Linked DNA regions of Mus musculus: region 2 is linked to region 1. The links are chromatin contacts, called in public promoter capture Hi-C maps. All regions are on one chromosome and are shown on one strand. Each heading gives the region's core, a stretch centred on a gene start, on an enhancer-like site or on the middle of the called end of the contact. The rest is flanking DNA. Distances are from core to core; before and after follow the strand shown. Region 1 overlaps Csmd1 (CUB and Sushi multiple domains 1). Region 2 holds the start of Xkr5 (X-linked Kx blood group related 5).

Region 1 (6,653 bases), core at 616-3,115:
ACGGTCTCTGCTTAATTTTAGTGAATGTCAATAATGACTCAGAAAATAATGAACAGCTTAAATCTTTCTGAGCAGTTACTTTGAAAGTCTTTTTAAAAGCTCATTTCTGTCATTGTGTGTATGTAGGAATCCTTGAGACTAACCTGACAGCAGGAGCTAAATGTAAAGGCTGGGATTATGGCATATAGAGTGGTTCAGCTCTTGACACCATAATGGATCTGTGCCTGCGTGAACATTATTCCAACCATACCACTAATTCAAAGTGACTTCAATTATGTCCAACTAAACAACAAAGTCTATGACATCAGGAGGTCATGTCTGTGGCTACTGTTCTAATTTGACAGAAATCTCTCTAGAAAAATCTCCAAATATCAATCTTCGCATGAGAACTTTTCATTCTTTGATTTTTTTATGGTTTTAGAGCTTTATTGTAGAAAGGCAGAGATAAAGAGAGAAGGTAGAAAGAAGGCCATGTGGATGGGAAGGGGAGGGAGAGGGAGGAAGAGAGCTAGAGTTGAGAGTAAGAAAGGTGAGAGCTTAAAAGGCCATTCTTTGATTTTTTTATCCAATTATAAATACTATACATCATCACACACACAAACACACGCAAACACACACACACACACACACACACACACATATATATATATATATATATATCCATACATACACATATATACACTATACATACCTACACACACACAAACACAGATATAGCCATACATACACATATACACACATATACATACCTACAAATACATACATACACACACACACACACACACACACACACACACACACACAAGTTCATTAGCTCCTCTATGGCTTTATTCCTAAAGTGATGAAACAAAACTACAAACCACTATCTATCTCTAAAAGCAACTTTCTGAAAATATTTTTCTAGCTGTTTCTCTGAGGTAATATTGATGAAGGATATTTGTCTGTGTTGTGCTTTTTTTTCCTTTTATATAATATACATTTTATCATGTACTTCAGGCTAGATACTTTTATGTGACACAAGAGAGTTGTATCAATTTTTTAGACTACTAAATGAATAGGAGCTTGGAGCAGGCAACCAGCTTCCCCTCCTATCTCCTCTTACAGCTGACTACTTGTGGCAAATGGAGCATCTAGGATCTTATTAGCAAATACTCATCAGACATATCAAATCCTCCACACTAACTCCCTAGCTCATGGGCCATTATTACCCACAAGCCTTCCCCGTGCTGTTCTACCCCTAACTACAGGCTGTTCCAGCTTACATTCTCCCCCTCAATGTTTCCCTTTAAAACTATCAAGGCTTTTCCTACCTTTCAATATTTTTTTCTGTACACCCAGAAAGCTGCAGCAGTTTTGAACTTCCCCAAATAAACCTTTCTTTCCACCCAAAGACTGGCCTAGTTTGCTGACGTCAGTGCACCCTTTGATACACTTCCAAATTCACCATAACTCACTGTAAGCATAAGATAAGGGATGAAAAACAGAGAGGTTACATTGTAACAGCATAGACAGTTCGTGGTTTCCTGTTCCTGTTCCTTGTAACCTCACCTTTGGAACAGAACTTTTGAATGCTGGGTCCATTCTATATTATGCACCATGAATTGATGTGAGGAAACTTCTGGGATGGCTCACTGATAATCTCTAGTTCCCTAAAAGCTTCAGTTAAACTTTTGGGTTTTGCTCAAAATAAACCACCCAGAAATAATGTTTCTCGTGGAATACTTTTTTAAATGACCCATGTGACACTAACTAGACATCTGTTCTTTGCTTTCTTTATTAATATGGGCATTGACCATGTGAAATGGGTGGTAGGCCTTTCTGTGGTTGGCCAGGCTGAGAGTTGGCAAGCCTTAGGCTCTTAAACATTATGCAAATTAGAGGCTCCTCCCTACTCATCAATTTCCTTTCAGAAAACGAATGGCCCCACTGTTGACATGTCACAGGAAAGCATTTGATTAACTTCTTTCCTCTACGTAGTTGACTAACACTTAATTATTTTAAAGGTTTTACTGAAATGAAGAACCTAAATATATCCCATGTAAATGAGAACATTCCAGGAAGGTGTGGTTATTTATAGACAGTAGTTGTCTGAATCCAATGTTCTCTGTCTAAGTCAAACTTAAATATTTCAAAATTTTCTACTCTTACAAACCAAATTGTCAGTTAGGGTCCAAGGCAGCCATAATCAGGCTTTTACCATCAATGGTTGATTGTTTTTTTAAGTCATCTTGTTTTGAATTTTTTATGGCACTCTTCAAATCTGCAGATTTGAAGATAGGAGGGAGCTGAGACATGTCCTGCAGTAGACACACATGATGTGTGTGTGTGTCCTAATTTCCTTTTCGTTACTGTGATGAAATAGCTTGCCGAAAGGGAACTTAAAGGGGAAAGTGCCTATTTGGTACACTCGTCCATCTTTCCACCATGGCGAGGAAGGCAGGGCCACAGCTTGAATAGCTAGAAACATGACCATCCTAGACACACGCCCATCCAAGAGCAGAGCAGGAAGGACTCATGCTTGCTTGCTTGTTCTCAGCTTGATTTCTGCACTGTGTCACAGTTAAGGACCTCTTGTCTAGGGTGTGATATAGACACAGTGGACTGGGCCCTCCTACATCAATTAAATTAGGATACTCCATAGACAGGATCACAGACTCAGGCAGAGTAGACAATCCTTCATTGTCTACAAAGAGAACACAATCTCCTCCCAGATGACTCTGGATTGCGTAAGACTGACAACCAGAGCTAACCATCCCCACACACACACACACACACACACAAACACACACACACACACACACACACACACACACATATATATATATATATATATATATATATATATATATATATTCTCAGTCTTCAAGCTTGGAGAGGTGGTGATGGTGCTGAAGAACATTGTGTCCTGGATAACAGTGACTGGCTGAATTTGTCATATTCCTGATGATACTGAAAGTGTCTTACACACTACCCTTTACTGAAGAACTATAGGCTACTGATAGATTCTGGTAGAGGGGTAACAGCTGTCTTCAGTTTCATTCCCACTGACATACCCCTTAGGCTCTGACCCCAAAGTACATAGAGAGCTCTGGCCAGATCTGGAAAGACACAAATGAAACAGACATGAATGTTGCAAAGAAACTAGTAGGGAAGAAAGATGGTAGAAAGCTGTCCAAAAGGAGCTATATGCCATGTATGAGTGATGTCTGCATCAATATGACAAACATACCAACCAAAGAGTATACATGGATGAACCCATGGCTCCAGCTGCATATGTAGCAGAGGATGGCCTTGTTGGACATCAGTGGGACAAGAGGCCCTTGGTCTTGTGAAGGCTAGACCCCCCCCCAGTGTAGGGGAATGCCAGGCAGGGAGGTGGAATTGGGTGGGTGGGTGGGTGGGGGAACACCCTCATATAAGCAGGGAGAGGGAGGAACAGGGGTTTCTGGGGTTGGGGGACTGGGAAAGGAGATAATATTTGAAATGTAAATAAAGAAAATATCCAAAAAAAAAAAAGAAAAGAAAAGAAAAAGAAAAAAGAAAGTGTCTTACAAATGCAACTTGTCTTTCAGGCATGCATGTCATTGATCACAGCGACAGACACAGGCATTCTGATATGCATGGGAGCCTCTAAGGACAGCACAAGCTCAGTGTATTATGCCATTCCACTTCTACATAGTAAATCAATTGTTTAAAAGAGCAGGTCAAAACTCTTTAGCAAAGGCTTTCCTACCCACCTTCATGTCACCTGGCATACTCTACAGGTATACCACACATTCCTCAATTCAATCCAAAGCCACTATATGAGTAACCATGTCACTCTTCTCTGCTGCCTATTTCGTTTTGCCTTCTAGACCCAGGAAGTGAATATCAGACCGTACCAAGGCCCTCCTACAAAATACTATGGTTTTCTTGGCTACAAACAGGAAATCACAGGTGCAAAGAGAATTAAATAAATTCACATCTAAACACTGATCATGTAAGTGCTGGCTCTGACTCTGGGAGAAGGCTCAGGGGGTAAAATTGTTTTCTTGGAAACTGGATGGTTTGACCTCCATTTCCTGAACCCATAGAAGAAGGAGAGAACCAAGTCCCCAAAAGTTATGCATGCTGTGCACATGCATGTGCAAACACACATACACACACATACACACACACACACATACACACAGACACACACACAAGCACAGACTGACAACAAGTGAAAACAAGTGCTGATTTCTCTTTTGTGATGTTGATTTTGTCATTGTATTATCATATTACTGTTAATAGAGTATTGTATGGTCACTATTAATACAGTATTATATTATTACTGCTAATACAGCATTTCATTGTTACTCTTAATACAGTGTTATATTATTACTGTTGATACAGTGTTGTATTATTACTGTGGTTGGCATCATCATGGTTATGGCTATTACTTAACAACCTTTGGGTTTGATTAAACAAAGTTGAGGGAAGGATGATCAAGTGTGAAATGATTTACTTTCTTCTCAAACTCGTGAAAATGCTTACCTGGGGATGAAAATACATGGTCAGTGTGGCACTCAGAAGCATCCACTGTTGAACCCACTGGCTGTGGCAGAGGAACTGGCGGCCATCAGGGTTTAGCTGAGTAACCTGAAGTGTGTGTGTCTGTCTACCTGTCTGTCTCTGTCTCTTTCTATGTCTCTGTCTCTGTCTCTCTCTCTCTCTCTGTCTCTCTCTCTCTCTCTCTCTCTCTCTCTTGTTGTCCTTTGATGAATACATGACTATTTTTGGAAAGTAGGCCAGCTTTTTTTCTCTCCTCATTTTCACATTTACAATGGACCAGATCAAACATACAAGGGAAAACACATATGTATATTTTTGACTATGATTATCTGTAATCATTGAATATTTTTTTAACAGAAACAGTTAGCCCGATACTTAGAAACTCTGAAAGGCAACAAATATTAATTACATTCCTGTGCACTGGCATTTCTCATTTAAGACTTAGGCCAGAAACTCTTCACCTGACACCTGCCTCTGTTTTCTGAAGGATGAATAGTGGGACACAGTCAAAGTCCCACAGGCATGAAGTCAGTGCTCAGTCAGAAGCATTTTTCAGATTGCCTGTTAATCAGAAGGTAGCCAGTGGTACCCACGCACTTACCCATGCGTCTACCTGCTGAGCTGTGCTTTCGCCAGGCTTCTCCAAAGAAGAAAGCAGAAGATGAGTGTTCAATGCTAGAGGTCTATTAGGGTTCAAGGCCAGTGACCCCAAGAAAGAGAGGAATAAATAAAGCATGGAAAGAGTCAGCAAAGGTGGGTTGAGCCTGGTGCCTTTTCCTGATTTCTTATGAGTGTCTAAGAGACACTCCAAGGAAACAGAGGAGAGGAGCCATTGCTGACTCCTTCCTTATGCCTTCGTTTGCCCCCCTGGTTCCTCATTGCCTCACCTGGCCCCTTTGGTCTGTAGAAGGAGGGAGATACCACAGACTATAGATGACTATGAAATCTTATTTGAAGCTACCATGCTGGGGAGATTCCAAGAGACTTTGAATACATCAGGGTCACCTAAATATCAGAGGCTACATGCACTGCAGGGAACCAGGGTACTTAAAGATGCTGGTGGCAAATGCTATGGTTAGAGCTGTAACAACAGCTGCTGCTGGGAGACAGGTGACATGGATAGAATTCAAAAGACAAATACAGTAGGAGACAACACAAGTGACTGTTTCCATAGAACTGAACACAAAGCTAGTGAGACTATAATTTTCCATTCATCATGTCATGAAATTTAAATAACCATTCAAATATACAATGGAAGTCTTCTATAGTCTAATGTATTTAAGACTGATTGATGGATGGATGGATGGATGGATGGATGGATGGGTAGATGGATGGATGGATTGACTGATTGATATAGGGTCTCATGTAGTTGGAGGTTAACCTAAAATTTACTGTTATTAAGCCTGGCCTTGAACTCTGTTTCCTACCTCTTCTGCTTTAGAAGTGCTAAGGTAATAAGTATGTACCACTTCACTCTTACCTATTCTTCATAGACTTATAAATGTTCCCAGTCAAATTAGGCTGTAAACAGCATTTACAGAGCTCAACAGGTAGTGTCAGATAAGACTTCACCCACAACAGGAGAATGTGTGTGAATCTAACCTGATTGAAAGAAGGCCCACAGGTCCCTAAAGAAGACTTCTCTCCAAGAACCACTGTATAGTGGACCCATGTGACTCTGGTGTTTTTTCTTTGCTGACAAAAGTCCAGTGTCCCCATGGAGTAGCTGGAAAGCCAGATGTTCCACACAGATACACAGGGAGTCTTTAACACTATGATCAAATGTGAGTAATGTAACAATGATCTGCTTTTACTGCAAAGATCAAGAGCAACAGAATATTAATGGCCTGTTCTGCTTTCTGCCTCCTTATTTTTTCCTCCTGTAAAAGTCACCCTGGGAGAGATGGTGAGTTGATGGTTTCTGCCTGGTCCTTGCTCACTGAAGATATTGGTCTCCTAGAGGGCCCCTTTCCTTCCTGCACTGACTGCAGGCTGGGATCTGCCATATAGACCCAAGTCAGTCAGAGTCTCACAAACAGCAATTGGTACACACACACATCCTTGCCAACTGTCTCTTGTCAAAAGAACAGTACCAATAATCAACATTTGCAAGATTCCTA
Region 2 (6,168 bases), core at 2,541-5,040, 1.5 Mb after region 1:
TCTAAATAGGTACCAGAAACCATGCCATCACTTAGTAGTGATATTGAGAGGACAGGGGGTTCACTGTCAAATATCATAATCTGGACCAGTCTTTGACACCACTTCCCTGAAGGCTTATAAGGTCCCCAGGGTCTCTACAGAGCCCGAGAAGACAGATTTACCTGCGAATAGTTAAGGATGCTTCTTTCTAAAGGCTACTTTGAATTCTGCTTTTGAGCTATCAAATGCTTGTTTACGTTGAAGCTATTTCACTAGTTTGATACGCCATTGCCTTTGAGGTCTCACCACATACAGCAGCTAACTATCTATCAATCAGTGAGCCCTCTGCCCTTATACAAGGCCAGGCAAAGGAGGGCTTAGAGAGTAGGTTCTGCTCCAAGAAGGCTGCAGTCCCAAATTCTATGAGACGACTCCTCCCCCTGCCAGTGCCAGCCCTGTTGTTTTACAAGAGCACAGACCTCAGCCAGGAAGGCCCAGCTTAGGATGAACTGGTGTAACACACGTGTTTTTGATGCATCTATGTGACAAGGGTCTGCTGGAAGGGAACATGAAGAAGAGGCAGTCACTTCATGTTTCCCTGGAAGCACTTTCTACTCTGACCCAAGTCCAACCTGGGTAGAGAAAGAAGACGCAAGTGACCAGGACAGACAGCAGCACTTGGCAATGGTTCCTTGGATGCCCTTCAAACCTTGAGCATCTGTGATTTAGTAAGCACTTGAGTCGCAGGCTTCACCTGTCTGGGTCCTTATTTCTTCCCCGCTTTAGAAAAGTCCTCTCAACTCTCCAGGGTTATGGGGCAGCTGGGAGTGGAAGTGTGCTGTGTCTGCAAATGCACAGCTTCCTGTCTCCAGGTGGCAATACCCTGTCACCTCTGGAGACACTGTGGGCACAGGGAAGCCACCTACACCAGGTCCATACCTGGCAACCTTTTATACAAAGAAAAGAAGAACAAACCAAACCAAAAAAACCACCACTGGCTCTGGCTCCCAGGTCACTTCTTCCTGCCACAGATGCATAAAACAAATGTCATCACGTGGGCTTTACTGTCTAGCTTGTGGTCAATTAAGTCTGTGCCCCCTTCATGGACCAAGGTAGCAGTTATCAGATGGAACACTTTAAGCAAGCTGATTTATGTGGATCCAGAGGTTCATTAAGGGGTGGAAACAGCAGTGATGTAGAATCTGGCTAAAGACAAGAAAAAGCATCGAAAGGTCATTGGTGCAGTGAGGAGGAGCCCCAGACGCTGGGTATGTGTTAGGATGCCAATGCCAGACACGGCTGTGGCCCTGAAGATCCCTGGCTTTAAGGTCAGAGTGTGTACGGATAGGGGAATTTTTCCACTGTATCAGAGGGAAGGGAGGTGGGCGCTCTTACCGCTTCCAGACGCCAAGTTGCAGAAGATGCAGTACCGCCAGCCACCACTGACCCTGATGCCCATCTGCTCGGAACCACAGAAAGCTCAGGGCCTGGACCAAGAAGCCGGGCAGGAGGACAGAAAGGGCCAGCCACCCCCAGAGGAGACGACCCGTGGCAAAGTAGAAAACTATGGAGCAGAGGCCTGGGGTAAAGACAAGATGAGGGGTGTTGAAATGACAGAGTTAGGCAATGTTTCATATACACGTGTCTTCTGTATGTTACGGTGCTCTGACAGCCTGAAGCCTTTCTGCCACAGACAACACAGTGTTCTTCCAAGAATGTGCCTGTGGTATGCACTCTATCCAACTCAGAGCTTCTGATTTAGACCCATGTACCCTAGGAAATGCTATTTCTCTGCCTTAGTCTGTCCAAGGTCAGGGGCCAAGTGACTAGGGACCTATCTGTAGCCCAAAGCTCACAAAAAAGTACCCATAGAAAACAAGTCCTCCAAATCTATTCGCCATGGTCAGCCTGTCTTGTTTGATGAAGTTCCAGCAGAGGTTCTGGCTCCTGATCAACTGAGTCTTTCCATATGGCCCCACTCAGTATGCCCTGCCTCTTATCCCTAGGAACTGTGATCTTTCTTAAGTCTGTTCTATCCAACAGATCATTTAACTAAAACAAAACAAAACAAAACAAAACAAAACAAAACAAAACATAACCAAACCAAACCAAACCTCAAAGGAACCCAGGTCTCAACATAACCAGCACAGCATCCTTACCATTAGCAAGGAGCCCACAGGGCCTGCTAGCGATAAGACAGGCATAGTGGTAGTGGTATGTCTGTGGGGTTACACCGCATATGTGCTAAGTACCTGGGGGACCCAACAACCAGGAGTGACCTGGAGTCACCACACGGTTACAGCCAACCAGGGCTGCATGTGCTGGACTTCAGTCATAGCTGGTTCTGTGTGAGGCTGGCTTTGGATTTTCTTTTGTTTTGTGTTTCTAAGGACTGAACTCAGGGCAGTTCCTGTGCTAGGTAAGGCCTCTGCTATCCCCGAGTCCACTTTTCTGTTTATTTAGAGACAATGTTCTGCTAAGTTGCACAGGCTAGCTTTAAACTCTTTCTGCAGCCTAGTTAGGTTTAGAACTCACCACGTTCATCCACCCCCAACCTCTTCATTGGCTTGGATTATACGCCTATGCCATCAGACCAGGCTCCACCTATATAACCTCGGATGTCAGCGAGAAGCTGTGTTGGTATTACTGATTACTGAGGGGGATTGTGGAGGGTACTCAGGGACCCTTTCACACTACCGTTGTCCTGAGTTTTCTAGGATTACCAAGGAATGTAGATCAGTAGGCACAAACCTCACTGCTTGGAGGCAGAGCCGGGAACCCATCAGCTATGGGAAGAGAATAGCCACTATTCCTTTCTCAGTCCCAGGTTATGTTCAGTGCACTGACAAGCTTCCTGCTAAACATCCATTCTTTTCCTGTTGGAAAGCTAGGGGACTAGGCCACTATGGGCAACAGTGTACTTCCTAGTCTCTTAGGGCCTAAACTAGCGCCCTTTGGGATTCTGAGTGGGTGTTGGGGACGGGAATCTGCAGGGATTATTCTGTAAATCAGAGGTAAATTTCAGAGATACCATGTCCAAGAAGGGACGCGGAACCTTGTTGGATCCGGATGGTGGAGTTTCCCCAGGGACCGGGCCTTGTAGGAGAGTGGCAGAAGTGGGCGGAGGCACTCTATGCCAGCACTGAAAGGGTTACAAATTCAAACGCGAAAGGCGCGAAAACTATGGCCATCTTGCTTCATCTCCGCTACCCACAGGACCCTTGTCTTCAGTAAACCAGCGTTCTGCTGTGTCACAATCTCGAAAGGGTAACCAGTGTCCTTTGGGATCCCACCCCTCCACCTCTCCCAGCTCTTGGATCGCATGCCACCCCAGCCCGGAGCCCGGGTGTCCAGGGAGCCAGGGCGCCTCACCAAGTGCTGGCGCTCCAAAGTAGCCTCCTCACGCAGCTCTTTGCAGAGCACCAGCGAGAGGAGAGAGAAGGGACTCAGGGCTCCGGGTTTGGAGTATGGGGAGGATCCATGCATGGAGGGATGTCTAACTGGATGGAGGAAATCATGCATGGTGAGGGGATCACACAGGGAGTGCTCTGCAGGCTAGGACGGGAGATCATCGTGCGTGCACCGGCGCAGTGTTCGCCGCTTGCCTGCCTGCCGGAGGAGGAGGAGGCACAGCGGTGGTAGATGTGCCCCGCACACTGGGTTGGAGTAGGGTATTGGAGGGGTGAGCACTCGCGGGCTGCGCCTCACTCACGCGCGCTTTGCTCGGCCGCCTGCAGCAGGGCAGAGAGCCCCAGGAGCCCCGCGTGCATCTTCTGAGCTGCTGCTGCCTGTGCCCGCCCCTTCCCCTGCCCGGGACCGGGTTGGGGAGGCTTCCGGCTTGGGGCCCCAAGACAGGAGGCTTTTCTTCCCAGTCAGTTACCAAGTTGCTAGTAGGGTTGGGGTGAAGGCGGGGACAGGGGGCAGGAGGAACCGACAGGTTCTTAGGGGGCAGTCTCGCGGTCTGTGTCAGATTTGCATGCTGTCCCAGCCTCCTAACGGCTGTAAGACACAATGGGTTTGTTCTGAAGCGAAATGGGTTAGTCACTGGGTGGTCATAGTCAGCGGGTTTGCTCAAAACAGAGTCCACTTAACTACTAGTCAGAGTGGTGTATGTGTGTATGTGTATCATGGGAGGAGGAATTTGAAAAGCTGATTGGGACTTTTGAAAAATTTCAGTTGTGTGTCCAGAAAAGGGAAAGGAAACACGCCTAAAATGGCATCTGAGCCTTTAATAGCCGCTTTGCTTTCAGACCTTTCTCCCAGGTATCCTTGAGGGGTTAATCCAGATCCCCCAAAGCCAGAAGTAAACCTTCCCACGGAAAGTCTTTCTGGGAGATGGGAAAGCATCACCCTGACATTTGTTTCGATGTAGAGGTTACACAGGACTGTGGACGTGGGGACAAAGATTGTTCTGAATCGTCCATGCCCAGCGGAAAAATGTTTTATAACCCTTGAGCAGGCGTGGCAGGAAATTACTAAGTAGAGGTCAGGCCTACAGCGATTCTGCCCCATAGAATTCTTGCGAAGGAATAAGAATACACAAATTAGGACTGGAAATAAATGCTGTTCATGATTAGTGATGGGTGGGGAACATTTCAATACATTTCTCAACATTTTTAGCCTTAAAACATCCCACCACACTCCCCATCCAAATTCCTAGGTGTACGGTTTGAGAAATAAAAACATATTCTATATTTCATTTGTTAAAAACAGTCCAAGGCAGGCAAGGTGGGGGATCAGGACGTTGGCTGCCTCTCTGGTCTGTCTTGTGTGCTGTGTCCAGTGTGGAGGGACATGGCCCCCCAGGTTCAGAATCCTATAAATGGAGATCGCAGAAGGGTCAGCTGGAAGACACAACTGGGGATTCCAGCTGGGATATTCTATCTGATTCTATTCTATTTGATTGGCTGTGTGGCAAAGGTGGTTGGTTCATAATCACACCTCCTGTGCCACCAGCCTCCCTTCTCTCTACCTTTCTTTTCTTCACAGCACTTATCCAGTTACGTTTCCTCCTTGGCTAATGTGTTATCTTTTACCAGTCTGCTATGGCAGGAGGTGAGGTGCCTTCATTAGACTAATGACACTGTCTCTAGACCTGACTCAGGGGAGGCTCTTGTGAGACAGACTTCCTGGAGAGACAAAACATGACAGATAAAAGCAATGGCTGCACCCTTGTCCAGCTTGGTGAACCAATGAGTATTTACTGTGGTGACTAACTGGAGTGGGGGACTCATTACTTACAAGGAGCAGGGATGTCTCAAAAGCAGCGGCAACATCAGAGAGATCACCCTGACATGGGTTTAGATTTCTCCTGCAGGCTCCACATGGCATTAGACCAGAAATGCTGGTATTCTCTATCCTTCAAGCTGACTGGGGAAATCTCGCCTGGGTAAGGTAGATGCGTTGAGAGATCCTTTATAGTCTCAAGATTCCCACTCTTGGTAAGTCCCAGGCCCTGGCTGATATGGCCCGATTAGATTGTTGGTGGCCTCTCTGGAGAATAATCCAGCTTCCCAGAGAAGACTTCCCTAGGGTAGGTAGAACTTCTTACGCACAGGATGTGTCTGTGCTCAGGACTAAAACGGGTCCTAGAATGAGCTAGGAGCTGCCTGTGATAGGCCATCCATCTCCTTGTTTCCCACAGGACTGCTTGTAACTCTGAAGGTTGCTGATTCAGGCCTCCCAAGCAGGGTATGTCCTCCTGCTGACCCCTCAGGCACAGGACCAGCTCTTCTCTGTTCCCTTTAAATCCTGCATCCCTACCTCTCCTGTGTATTTAGTTGGTGCGGAGACTTTCCTGCCATCATAAAGGTCAGGGGAAGAAGGCCATTGTAAGTGTTGGCAAGAGATGGTAGTGAATCCTTATGGTTCCCACAGGGCCCAGAGCAGAGGGAAAGGGGGAGGGGGAGGGGGAGAGGGAGAGGGGGAGGTAGAGGTAGGTGGAGGAAAAGAGGGGGAGGGGGAGGGGGAGGGGGAGAGGGAGGTAGAGGTAGGTGGAGGAAAAGAGGGGGAGGGGGAGGGGGAGGGGGAGAGGGAGAGGGGAGGTAGAGGTAGGTGGAGGAAAAGAGGGGGAGGGGGAGGGGGAGGGGGAAGGGGAGGGGGAGAGATCTCACTTGGTATGATATGAACGTGGCCTCTCTGTGAGAAGACCTTCCTGTAAGCTAGAAATACTTTCAGCACAGGTGAGTT

The links. Promoter capture Hi-C pulls out the DNA fragments that hold promoters and counts their contacts.
Region 2: a promoter capture Hi-C map of the HPC-7 cell line shows a contact between it and region 1, with 8 times the contacts expected there. The contact joins the promoter of Xkr5 here to the enhancer-like site in region 1. A contact is called at or near these places in 8 of 39 promoter capture datasets (the 3T3-L1 cell line, 3T3-L1-derived adipocytes, the HPC-7 cell line and 4 more) and 1 of 484 Hi-C or Micro-C datasets (myeloid progenitors).

The regions. Positions count from the first base shown.
Region 1 is chr8:17,411,601-17,418,253 of GRCm38.p6, forward strand. All of the region lies in intron 1 of Csmd1 (CUB and Sushi multiple domains 1), which reads right to left. C030002A05Rik reads right to left here. Exons shown (of 1, transcript XM_030243881.1): 1 at 1-6,653. Among named protein-coding and RNA genes, the nearest start is that of C030002A05Rik, 77 kb to the right of the region's middle. Within about 2 kb of position 1,866, at least 26 of the 459 cell types and tissues checked have an H3K27ac peak or open chromatin away from gene starts, as enhancers often do. A contact at or near this core is called in the HPC-7 cell line and myeloid progenitors, where this site is marked.
Region 2 is chr8:18,947,185-18,953,352 of GRCm38.p6, forward strand. It overlaps Xkr5 (X-linked Kx blood group related 5), which reads right to left and starts at 3,791. Exons shown (of 7, transcript NM_001113350.2): 1 at 3,692-3,791; 2 at 1,375-1,558. The coding sequence starts at 3,749. It overlaps Gm40464 (a long non-coding RNA gene), which reads left to right and starts at 3,083. Exons shown (of 3, transcript XR_870173.3): 1 at 3,083-3,246.